3 separate regions of the Mus musculus genome follow, and regions 1 and 2 are each linked to region 3. Evidence: chromatin contacts called from public ChIA-PET and promoter capture Hi-C data. All regions are on one chromosome and are shown on one strand. The core of a region is the stretch at or near the end of the contact, and the rest is flanking DNA. Distances in the headings are between cores, read along the strand shown.

Region 1 (3,984 bases), core at 231-2,730, 270 kb before region 3:
TGGGTTTGGGGTGTCACTCCTATTGTCTTCCAGAATAATGGCTGTTTTCTGTAAAGCATTTTCCCTTCAGGGTAACCACCAGTCACAATCTCAAGCATTAGGTAGAGTACAGATCTGGCCAAGGTACAGATTTACAGGGCTCTGGAGTGATGGGGAGATGTCTGTCTGTCTCCTGTGTGTTGCTGATGAGTGGAGTGTGAATTTGGTTTTGATTGATTGATAGCAATCTGGTGGTCTGAGGGAAGATGCTGAGAGTGCTGCTTTTCTTCTGATTGGTCCTCACCTGCCCTGGGTGGGTTGGAGAGAGGTCGGTGAGCGTGTGTGGCGCTCGAGGTGTGGTATACATCTACATCGTGGCTCAGTGTCCATGGGTGCCGTTTTTCATGCCTGGGGTGCTCCCTGAGTGGAGGAGGCCCTTGGACTGAATAGGAAGCAGCAGTCGCTCTCACCAGCGTTTCCTTCACCTTCTGTCCCGGCCACCTGCCGTGTTTTCACTCCCCTGTTCCTCATCTGGCTCGTTTCTGTTTTTCTTTTTCTCCTTTACTACCGTGCCACGCAGTGTGCTTGTGTGCGTGTCCCCTCACCTCTCGAACCTCACCTCTTGCTTATCGTTCCCAGCATCTTTGCTTCCTCCTTTTCCTCTCCTTCCTCCCGTTGCCCTGGTGACCGGTGCTCCCTCCTACTTTGTGTGTTAACAGACTGCTCAGAAGTGCTCCCGGTACACAAAGGATGGCATGCAAGTTCTTGCTGTCAGCTTCCTGCCATAGCAGGTGGCAGCCATGGCCCACTGTCAGCCCGCTTGGATCTCCTGTTTGCAAAATCTGGCGAGAGTGTGTAGCTGCTGTCGATCCTACCCCCCCTCCCATTTCTAGTAAGCAGAAAGTAGCTTCAGTGTTCAGACGAATGTGGAGCAGGCCATGCCTTCCTCCACAGTCGTTTGAGTTGTGTCCCGATTCTGGCAGGACGCATGAGGGCAGGGGTGCCACAAAATGCCAGCACTCAATCTGGACAAGTCTGTGGTGTGCCCACAGGAAGAATGCTGAAGTATAAAACACTGTGCAGAGACCGGATGCCCTGAGCTTGCTCCTCTGAACCTCATGTTCTGTTGTGTGGAAGGGCTACTGCTAGCTGCTTCCCAGAGAGTTCTAGAGATTAAATGAGATCGCAGGCCACAGCCTGTCTGAGGTCATCCCTGACATTTGCTGTCCTTTCCCCCACCCCCACGAATACAAATCACGTGACTACCAGCTCCCACCCTGAAGATTAAATAAGGACCTAGACACCTGTGAGAAATAATTAGCCTCTGAATGGCAACCTTTTTCTAAGGAAGGTTTTAATATTGAATGAGTTCACGTTTGTTTTAAACATTAGAATATATGATCTTGTTTGAGATGAAGAGGAGAGACTGTGTAACTTCTGTAGACCTTAAAACCTGTGGTTTCGTGGTTCCTGTCTGGGTTTGGGGTTCTGGTTTCTATAGAGCGGATGTGTTTGAAGAAGAGGCTGTGTTAGTTCCCTGAGAAGCCTTCCTTGTTTTTGAAACCAGACAGTCATGCTTTTGTGATGATGTTTCCTCTTAAAAATAAAAAACAACCGAAAATGAGTTTCTTTGCCAAACTCTCAAAGTAGCTTTGCCTTAGGCACAGCAGAGCCATAAAAGGTCATTGCAGGCCCAGTGGCCGCCAGCCTCTTGTGCTTCTGAGGATAGGGTGGCTTGGGAAGGAGAAAGACCTGGCACAAGCACTCGATAGCCCCATGTGCTGCAAAGGGACTTTAGGGGTTGAGTAATAACATTTTGGCAGCGACATTTTTTTTTCTTCCATCCCGTGAGGTTTTAGTTTGGGACCTACCTTTGAAAATTCTGCTAACTAGAGCTTTATTGGCTATAGCTTGACATTTTCCTTCGTGGTTCCAAATATTTGTGGCTTTTGTGGGTTTTTCTTTTTTAATTTTAGTTCCTACAATATTAAGACCAGCTGGTTAGAGTTATTTATTTTGATACAGAAAGGTATTATGACTAAACCACGCTGACTAAAACTTGAGTCAGTGAGGTGGCCGGCTTTGGGGAGGATGAGGGGACTTCATGTCAGAAAAGAGTCTGCACCTAGGCCTGCTGCTCAGGGAGTGTGGTCGAGGAGATGCTGTAGGCGGGTCAGTCTTGGGAGGCTCCTTCCCCAACCCATTAGTTTCTGTGCGCTTCAGGTACATTCAGGGAATATATTGGATACAACTGGTGCTGATGCAGGGAGGTGTTACATGTCAGCCTTCCTTTGTTATTCTCCCTCCCCCCCTAGTTTATAGACGAGTGACCTGCTCTCTAGCTGCTTCCGAGCCTGGAGTCAGGGCAGCAGCTTTGGGATGAGAGGAAGAGAGGTCAGGGGGGCCATATTCCCTTGCCACTGTGAAATTCCCTACCCCTGTGCCAGACTGCTTTGGCGTGTGGCATATAATTAGGACAGGGACTGGAGCGATGGCTCAGTGGTTGAGAGCACTGGGAGTTCTTCCAGAGGTCCCAGGTTCAATTCCCAGGACCCACATGGCGACTCACTACTGCTGCAACTCCAGTTCCAGGAGATGACACCCTCTTCAAGCCTCTGTGGGTATCAGGCATGCATGTGGTATATACACAGACTTGCAGAAAAACACTCACGTGAAAGAAGCAAACAAAATTATTTTAAAAACAGAATTTGTGTGATTATCAAGTAATTATTGGTATTGGGGAATCAATGGAACACCCAAGTGACAGTTATAACAGTTTAAACCTCTAATGAGCAATCAGAAGTCTGTTATTTTCTGATGTATTTCCAGCGTGCCAGGGCAACCCTACAGGCTCCTTGATGCTTGCAGGTTCTTGGGCCCAGCTAAGTATCAGCTGAAAGGTTTTTGCATGGTCTTTTTGGTTTTCCATGTCACCCTTTTCAAGCATATTTTAAAAGAATCTTGGCCTGAGAGTCCTTGTGTCACTCGCGTGTGCATCCTTACTTCCGCCATGGCCAGTGTCCCTTCCTTAAGGCTCAACATGGAGGTGGCTTCTGAGCCATACTGGGAGATGTCACTCTAGGCTGCTCGAGTGTCATCAAAGGTACAGGTAATGCAAGTACGGGCTGTCATAGGCATAAACCAGATGCCAACAGTGAGGAAGGAGGGACTTTAAAGGAGTGGCATGCATGGCTATTGTAAGTTATGGTGTCTTTAACTAAAGCATAGCAGAAGATACACACGTACATGGTTACCTTTAATGTAATGCAATTAATATTGCAACAGATATTCTTCGTTATTCTAGGATAGTGTGTTAAATTCTTTAAATAATTAGAAGCAGCTTTTACACCCACCTTGGAAAGCTACAGAACACCTGTCTCTGGTGTGTGTGTGTGTGTGTGTGTGTGTGTGTGTGTGTGTGATATGTAACTCAGTGGGCAGATATGTAACTCAACTGACATGTTACTGTAAAGAGAACAGGCTTAAGCAAGTGTTCATAGATGTCAGTATATGCTCTCATGCCATCCTGCAGGCCTGGCAGTGAGCTCCAGGGCTTGCCTGTACCACGTAAAAGGAGTGTACAAAAAAAGCTGTCCTACTGTGTCAGAAGTTTTGAAAGATAGTGCTTGATATTCCAAGCTGGGGATTTCATTCTAATTTCTATCTGTTTTGTTTTATTTTAAGATGATTGTGTGTGTGTGTGTGTGTCTTATGCATCTTGGAAGCAGTTGCTCCTTCCAGGCTTCCATGGAATGATATCATTCCCAAGGTGAACCTTTTTCTATATCTCTGTGGGCAACTAGAAACTGTCAGAGAGAAAATATTTCTCTGTCTCTTGGGACCATCATCTGGCTCTGGAAGTAGCCACTGCTGGGAGGAGAGCCATTTGTAACGTCATCTTCTGGGTTTAATTGTGTCCCCACTTTAAAAAATTCTTTCAAGTATTCAGTTCCTTTTATGTATTAGTCTATATGTCTATGACCATATATGTATATGTATATGACC
Region 2 (3,933 bases), core at 1,188-3,687, 320 kb before region 3:
TCCTTTGATGAACCCTGAAGCTTTGGAGGAGGGGCCATGATAACTGCTGTCCACTGAGAGCTCACCACTGTGCAGGCTTGTACTCTGCGCATTGAATAGTTGTGGGGCTTGGTAATAATATTCATCTTCTGCACAGAGAGGCTTCCCTGATGAGGGTTGAAGGATGTACTGGCCCACACGTGTAATCATAAATCATTAGGAGTCCTTTTCATGCTATGACCCATTAGCAGAATAGTAGTAGTAGATTATTTCTGAGGGCCTATCATGTCTCTAGACAAGGGTTCTTGACACCACCAGCAGTGCCAAACATGGCTTTTGTCTTGTGGAATGGTTCTTAAATCCAGACAGAATGTGGTTGGTCGCCTCATACGTCTGTGCCATTATTGCAACAGTAGGTGTGTCTTGCCAGGCTCGTCACAGTCACTCTCATACTTGACAGTACTCATCGCTCGTGACTGCTTTCCCCCTCTGGCAGCATGTGGAGCATCTTCCCACTGTACAAAAGTGGCCAGCCGGTAGGGGTGAAGGTTCCAGGTTGGTGCCAGCTTGATTTCTCCACGTTTTATGACTCATGGATGTGATGTCTTTGGCAGTAGGATTTTACCATCAAGTTCTGGAGACTAGCCCAGAATAATGGCAGTAGCCTTTAACGCTAGGAGGTCTATGGGGCCCCACTGACTGACAACTCCAAAAGAGCTAAACTGTTGACGATACTGGGTTTTTTCCTTGATAGCCTGTGGTATCTAGGAGGGTCATTGTTCACTGCTGCTACAGGGTAATTCCATTTAAGCTGTGTATGTGTGTATATTTTAGGAAGCTTCTATAGTAACAGGTTTCATGTGGTTTTTTGAAAAGGTCTTTAGTGTTCAGTATCGCTCTCCATACCCCTTCCTCACCCTGCCTTCCCATTCCACATTGCACTCAATCCTTCTTGCTGTTATCCCAATGTTTTTCTCTTATACCCCCTACATTCTATCCCCCTTTTAGCACCCCCCACATTCTACTCCCCCTTACAGCCCCCCTTACTGTTTTCTCTCATACGTGGATATTAGCTTTTAGAGCTTTGACATAGTTATCTACACGTAGTGCTAAGGAAGGTATTTCTGGTGTTTCTATTCAAAATTGGACAGTGAGCTCTTCCGATGGAATTTCATGGACACTTCACAGAATTTAGTACCATTCTTGGTGTGTGGATCCCCTCACACTCACTTTTCTTCCCTTGGGAACTAACTGACTTAGACTTCCCGCCTGTCCTCACCCATTTGTATGCTTCTGCTGCTCCTTACTGACTGTCTGTGTTGCCCTTCATCCCTGAAGGATATGGTTCTGCAGAGGTTGCCTGTCTCCTCGGAGAATGCTTCTCCTGCCGCAGGTCTCTCTGCTGTGATTCTCAGTCCTGAACTCTGCGCCGTCCTCCCAGCCTGGAGACTAACACATTCATCTTCCCACACCCTCCACCTTGCCTCGTTGTCTTCGAGGGGTGTGCTTAGCTCCCAGATGTTTCCAATATCCCTTCCTGTGGCCATTCCCCGGCTACAGCCTGACAAGTGCAGATTTACTGCTGCTCTCTAGAGAGCAGAGTTGCATCTGTGCAGGGTACTTGCTTCTAAAAGGTCATTTCCTGCTGTGAATTCCAACCACCAGGAGCAAGCTGGAGGTTGCCCTTGTTCTCTCATGTCCTCACTTTACTTGGGAGAGAATCAGTAATGCTGGAAGCACGTGACGTCACATGACAATGGGACATGCCAGAGGTCGACCGTGTCAGGGGAAAATAAGAAGATGTTTAAGCTCACTTGAGCTTTGACACGTGTCTAGGTTTCCTAGTGAATTAGAGGGAAGGGTCTGAGTTTGAATTAGTCAGAGGTTCTGCTCCTCATTGTTTATAACACCTGCCAAGAGCATAAAGATAGCCCACCTCTCTCTCAGTTGAATCTCACTGTCAGTTATTATACTGCACTTCTGAACAGCCCAAAGCAAGGAATCTTCTTTATTTTGTCTTTGTTCATTGACACAAACCACAGCTTATGGCAGTGGCGGGGGACAGCCAGCTTATCACTTTTTCTCTTAATTCTCAACTTAAATCGTTTAAAAAATGCAGATTTGCTTCCTTATCATTTTAAGTAATCTTGAGATGAGTTATTTGAAATGTAGCACACCCTTCCTGCGTTATGATTTTAAAGTAAGTTTTCATGTAAAGAATACGATTCTCCTTTTTTAACCCACGTGGCCGCTGCCGTCCAGGCTACTTGTCATATCGATTAAGTCTGCTCATCGAAGCATCGAAGCATTCCAGCTCCATGATGATAAAATCTAGTTTACATTGTTCTGCCCTCAGGTGGCCAGGAACACTCTGGTTTTAAGGCCTGTATGTATTGGGCGGGGCAGGTCATTCCCAAGGCCCTGCTGGAGCTGCTGCTTGGTCTCTCCAAGCCAAGCCTTGCAGCCTGTGTCATCACGTTTGAGAAGCGCCCAGGCAGTGGCTTAGCTCAAGTGTTTAATGTGGGGAACGTCTGCCTGCTGCTGTTTTACAGTCTGTTTGCAGTTCACTTGCACCACCAGCCCCAAATGCAGAAAGAAAAATTACAGAAAAGCACAGAACACGCTAAACCCTTGAAATTAGTGGAATAGTAATAACGGAAGAACGGAGGAACAGGGCTGCTTGCGGGTGGGCTCTGAAGAAGGAAGGAGAAGAGAGTCCAGAACGGAGCTGGCCAACTCCTGGCATACCTGTGGTGGGGAGAGACTGCCACTCCTCACCTTGGAGCTGCCCGGAAGCTGCAAAGCCCTGTTGAGGAGTTTCTGAGATCTAGGAAGCAGAAGACATCCAACATGTTTCAAACTTGGTGGAAAACAATGGTTCCCTCCCACCCTGAAACAGTAGAGGATGATCTGGGAAACAGCAGCTGCACAGGGTAGGGGTGGGTGGGGCCGACCTAGTGACCAGGCTGCACTCAGACGCTTAGGGACCAGAGACCAAGTGTTAATAACCAAGGCTGCACTCAGACGCTGGTTCCAGTTTGCATAGCATCCGTTCATCTCCGTCGAGCAACTCTTGAGAGATCTAAAGGCCTTTTTGTGTTTTTATTTGGAGAACCTACACAGTCACAGCTCCCCTCTCAGAGTAGAGTGGGGTGGATTAGTGATGTGCCATCCCGCCCCAGAATACTCCTCCTTACTCTCAAATCCCGGATCCCAGGAGACTGTTGGGTTATGCTGATCCTGAATGACAATGCTTTAAAATACTTACTTTGAAATAATTCTTATATAAGGCTTTTCTTTGTCTTAGGAAATTTTCATCCAGAGCTTTGAGAAGTCAGGGTTCTGAAATCTGTATGTCATGATGCTGTGGTCTTGGTTTCAGACTCAGCAAGAATGATGGGTTTTGGTTATTTATTATATATATTTTTTTAATGATTTAGGTAGTACATTTGTATAGCCTGTATACCACTGAGTGTGTAGTGATTTGAGATTGTGGCTTGTTGTTCTTGGTGGTGTGTGTGTGATTGTATGTGTGGGTGTGTGCTTTAGTGTTTTTGAAGCAGGCTCTTGCTGTGTAGCACCAGTTGATCATAACCTCGTGGCCTTCAGCATTTCAGGCACATGCCACACTCCTGCTAGGACTGGTGAATTACTGTTTTCCTCTGTTATCTTCATGCCTTTATGGTCATGGCTATCACTAATAGTGTTGTGGGCCATGAGAATGACACCATAGCTGTTGCTGTGACCCAGGACTGTCTTCCAGGTATCATCTCATCCCACCTCTTTTTGGAAAGCCTGTGGTCCTCCTGTGTTTGTTGCAGGACTATTGCTTTCTAATGCACTCGTTTAGACGGAAAACTTGTAAGTCTTGTACAACTTCCTGGGTTGATCTGGTTCTCAAGAGTGCTGTTCTTCCAGCTCCTGTGAGAGTGGTGAGGGCACTAAGACTTGGTT
Region 3 (3,587 bases), core at 807-3,306:
TATATGCTCATTCATTTATATGTAATAATAGTGATAAAAGACCTTGAGTTTGGGAGAGAAGAATGTGGTCAGACATGGGAGTGTAGGAGAGGGAGGGGAGAAATGAAGTTATTATTATATATCAATTTTAAGAACTATATGAAATTAAAAAAGTTATGTGTATTATTTCCTGGAAGTGGAGTTACAGGTGGCTTCCTAGTCTTCTGCAAGAGTAGTCATCTCTTCAACCTCTCTTTGGCTTTCCTTTTTAATTTACTGTTGCTGATCCCTGATAGTTTTTATATGGTTTTCATTCAAAAACCTTCTATTACCATGTGATATGTATAGGTGCTTCATGTAATTTTGGCTTTTTTGTGGTGTTTAAGACTGAACTCAAGCTGGGCGGGGTGGCACACGCCTTTAATCCTAGCACTTGGGAGGCAGAGGCAGAGGCAGAGGCAGAGGCAGGCGGATTTTTGAGTTCGAGGCCAGCTCTGTCTACAGAGTGAGTTCCAGGACAGCCAGAGCTATACAGAGAAACCCTGCCTCAAAAAAATCAAAAGGACTGAACTCACTGCTAGGACATTAGGCAAGTACTCTATAAACTGAGCTACATTTTCAGTCCCTTCCTACTTTTTATTCTCTAAACAGTCACCTATCTTTGGTTGTATAAATTAAGTCTCTACAAGATTCTTTATTCCAGATTTCTTGAAGTCAACCAGCCAGGATTCAGGTCCAGGGCTTCATCTTCAAAGTCCAACCCAGTTTCCCAAATCGGGACAACTGACCTATGCTCTGATATCTAACAAAATTAAGGAACACTTGGGACTGGGGTTGGAGAGATGGCTCAGCAGTTAAGAGCACTGGTGGTTCTTCTAGAGTATCTGGGTTCAATTCCCAGCACCCACGACGTGGCAGCTCACAACTGTTTGAAACTCCAGTTCCAGGGGATCTGACCTCATCCAGGTATACATGCAGGTAAAACACCAATGTACATAAAATATAAATAAATCAATCACTAGAGAGGGGAAGAATATTCTTGAGACTATTTCTAGTTTTTATGAAAATATTTTCAAGATCATTCGATGAGGGAAAAAATATGGTTTGACACAAAGTATAGAGAAATCAAATTTACCTAAAATGCCCGTTGACACAAAGAAGATTATTCCTGCAGCTATCCAGCTCCCTAGGAATCCCACTAAAAGGTCCTTGAATCCCAAGTTACTAAGTTCAGTGAGTGAGGAAGCAGAGGGCAGTCCAAGAGCAGTACTTAGTCACTGTTTCAAAATTGTTTTATCAAAGTTGTTAGGTCAACTAGTGCTTAAAGCCCGTGTTGGGACGGGCTTCTGATTGGTCTTAGTAAAATTTAACTTTCATTCTTCCTGTAGTGAGTTCTTTGCCCCGAAAGCACATAATGAAAAACCAATGCCTTAGACACGTAGAATTCGTCTAGAATTAGTCTACCCAACTGGGTCTGGGTCTGTCTCATGCAAAATTGCTTTTGTTGAGGATTCAATGTTTGGACAGGGGCTCAGTTGTTAAGAACACTGGGGGTTCTTGCAGAGGACCCAGGTTTGGTTCCCAGCACTCACATGGCATTTCACAACTGTCTGCATCTCCAGTTACACGTGAACCTCAGTATGCATGAGACACACAGGGAGCAGACACAATACAGGCAAACCAGATAGATGTACCCTTAAAAAGGTTAGTTAGGACAAGGGGCGAACACATCAGGATTTTAACACCGGTCTGTCTGGGTTTCTAGAACACGCTCCTGCTAAACCTGAGGTCGTCCTCGGCTCCCACACCTGTGCGAACTCAACGTCGTTTAGGGTCCCGACTGGAGAACTCACTGGAAACCATAGGCTGCACAGCGCCGTGAGAGACTAACGCTGGCAGGAGGACGCCGCGCTTGCTGCCCCACTGCTCGCCGAGAGTACGCAGGCGCGCTCCAAGGCTCACCAGCGCGCCAAGGGGCCACGCAGCCGCAGTGGAGGCCTCGTGCTCCGTGAGCGGGGCGTGGACTGGGCGGAGTCAGCTCCCCCAGGCGCGCTGACGCAATGGCCGGCGGCGGAAGGGCGCGGACGCGCAGGCGCTCCCGGGGCTCGGACGATTGGGAGGCGGGGCTACGCTTGCGTGTTGCGAGGCCCGGCGGTGGCGGCTGGCGGCGGCGGCTGTGAGGGGTTCCCGGAAGATGGTGCTGATTAAGGAATTGTGAGTGGGTCGTTGGGCTCGAACGAGGTTCCGGAATGCGGGCTGGGGAGGATCGGTGGGCTCCGCGAGGAGGGCGCTCCCGGGTCGCAGTTGGCTCCTTCCTGGAGCCCCCAAGGCCCTGTGCGGCGCCGCCGCCCTCCGCAGTCAGCGCCAGGGTCGGCGGTGCGGCCGGGGCTCTCGGGGGAGCCGGGAATGCCGGGCGAAGGGTCGCCCGCAAGTTCGAGCCCGACCCACCTCAGGCTCAGTGAAGCCCACTCTAGATCATGCCCCTGCGGTCGCTCTCAGACCCCTCATCTCTAAGATGGGGAGACACCGGCCCCACCTGCTTCACTGGGTTCGGTGCGGGGTTAAACACATGGTGCTTAACACGGCAAATAAAGACTTTTCCCAAGTTCGTCGGACTGGTCCCGTCATTCTGTTGGGAAGTTGTGGCTTCCCCCTCTGCTTAGAGCCACGGACATCACAGGAAACCGTGGTGGCGGGGAATGTTCAGCTGTCATACCTGAGCCGGTGTCCCTTGTGCAATTTCAAGTGTGACCCATTTTGTTGTTGCTGTTCTTCCTCGGCCCTGGTTTAATTTCAGATTCTTAAAAGAAGCAAAAAAAAAAAAAGACGTTAAGTTAGCTGTCTAGATTCCTTGCCTGTATTAACGTCAACCTTGTAAAAATCACTAACAAGGTTTCTCTACTTAACACTGCCCAGATTCTATTTTCTGCTCATATGTAATTTTTTTTCCTTGCCCATTCCAGCATTACAAGACCCCTTGTTCCTCTGTCGCTCTGTATGTTGGCTTTCCTTCTCTTTCTGCTGACTCGAATGCTTTTTCCTCAAATCAGTAGCTCACCTTAAAGGTCTTGGGAAGTGTGTATTGTTTGTCTTTCTGACTGTTCGCCCTACATTGTGCAGGATACTCACTCTGATACCTCCATTTTTTTTGGATCAGTCTTTAGTACATAGCACATCTTCAGCCAGCATTTGGTGTTTTTAAAGATTTGCCTGTTTATATGTGTATTTAAGTGTTTGCCTGCGTGTGTGCATATGTGCTGCGTTCATACAGTGCTCTTGGAGGTAGTAGTAAGAGGGCATTAGGCATTGGATCCCCTGGAACTAGAGCAAGAAGTGAGCCACCGTCCATGGGCTGGAAACTGAACCCAGTTACTCAGAGCAGCAAGTCCTCTTAGCCGCAGAGCCATTTCTCCAGCCCTTCAGCAAACTCTTGTTAAATGAATTGGTGACGATTCTTTTTCACTTTTAGGAGAACACTTTTAATTACATTTGTATGGAGAGGGGTGTACAGGGTAGTACACCGAGTGCTTTTGGAGGTCAGGGGACAGCTTTCGAGTCAGTTCTCTACTCCTATTAGGGTCCTGCACCTGAAACTCCAGTCATGCCTT

What was found. Promoter capture Hi-C pulls out the DNA fragments that hold promoters and counts their contacts. ChIA-PET counts read pairs in DNA pulled down with a chosen protein or histone mark.
Region 1: an RNA polymerase II ChIA-PET map of memory CD8 T cells shows a contact between it and region 3, with 32 read pairs. The contact joins the enhancer-like site here to the promoter of Pitpnb in region 3. A contact is called at or near these places in 3 of 39 promoter capture datasets (cranial neural crest, embryonic stem cells and hippocampal neurons), 1 of 484 Hi-C or Micro-C datasets (CD4 T cells) and 2 of 115 datasets of contacts at active chromatin or transcription factors (bone marrow-derived macrophages and memory CD8 T cells).
Region 2: a promoter capture Hi-C map of cranial neural crest shows a contact between it and region 3, with 2.5 times the contacts expected there. The contact joins the enhancer-like site here to the promoter of Pitpnb in region 3. A contact is called at or near these places in 5 of 39 promoter capture datasets (the HPC-7 cell line, cranial neural crest, embryonic stem cells and 1 more), 2 of 484 Hi-C or Micro-C datasets (the AML12 cell line and olfactory sensory neurons), 4 of 115 datasets of contacts at active chromatin or transcription factors (bone marrow-derived macrophages and embryonic stem cells) and 1 of 9 other capture datasets (adipose tissue).

Annotation. Positions count from the first base shown.
Region 1 is chr5:111,058,026-111,062,009 of GRCm38.p6, forward strand. The region is part of intron 2 of Ttc28 (tetratricopeptide repeat domain 28); the gene reads left to right. Among named protein-coding and RNA genes, the nearest start is that of Mir701, 56 kb to the left of the region's middle. Within about 2 kb of position 1,481, at least 132 of the 459 cell types and tissues checked have an H3K27ac peak or open chromatin away from gene starts, as enhancers often do. A contact at or near this core is called in bone marrow-derived macrophages and memory CD8 T cells, where this site is marked.
Region 2 is chr5:111,009,859-111,013,791 of GRCm38.p6, forward strand. The region is part of intron 2 of Ttc28 (tetratricopeptide repeat domain 28); the gene reads left to right. Among named protein-coding and RNA genes, the nearest start is that of Mir701, 7.7 kb to the left of the region's middle. Within about 2 kb of position 2,438, at least 37 of the 459 cell types and tissues checked have an H3K27ac peak or open chromatin away from gene starts, as enhancers often do.
Region 3 is chr5:111,328,641-111,332,227 of GRCm38.p6, forward strand. Pitpnb (phosphatidylinositol transfer protein, beta) reads left to right here and starts at 2,057. Exons shown (of 12, transcript NM_019640.5): 1 at 2,057-2,193. The coding sequence starts at 2,174.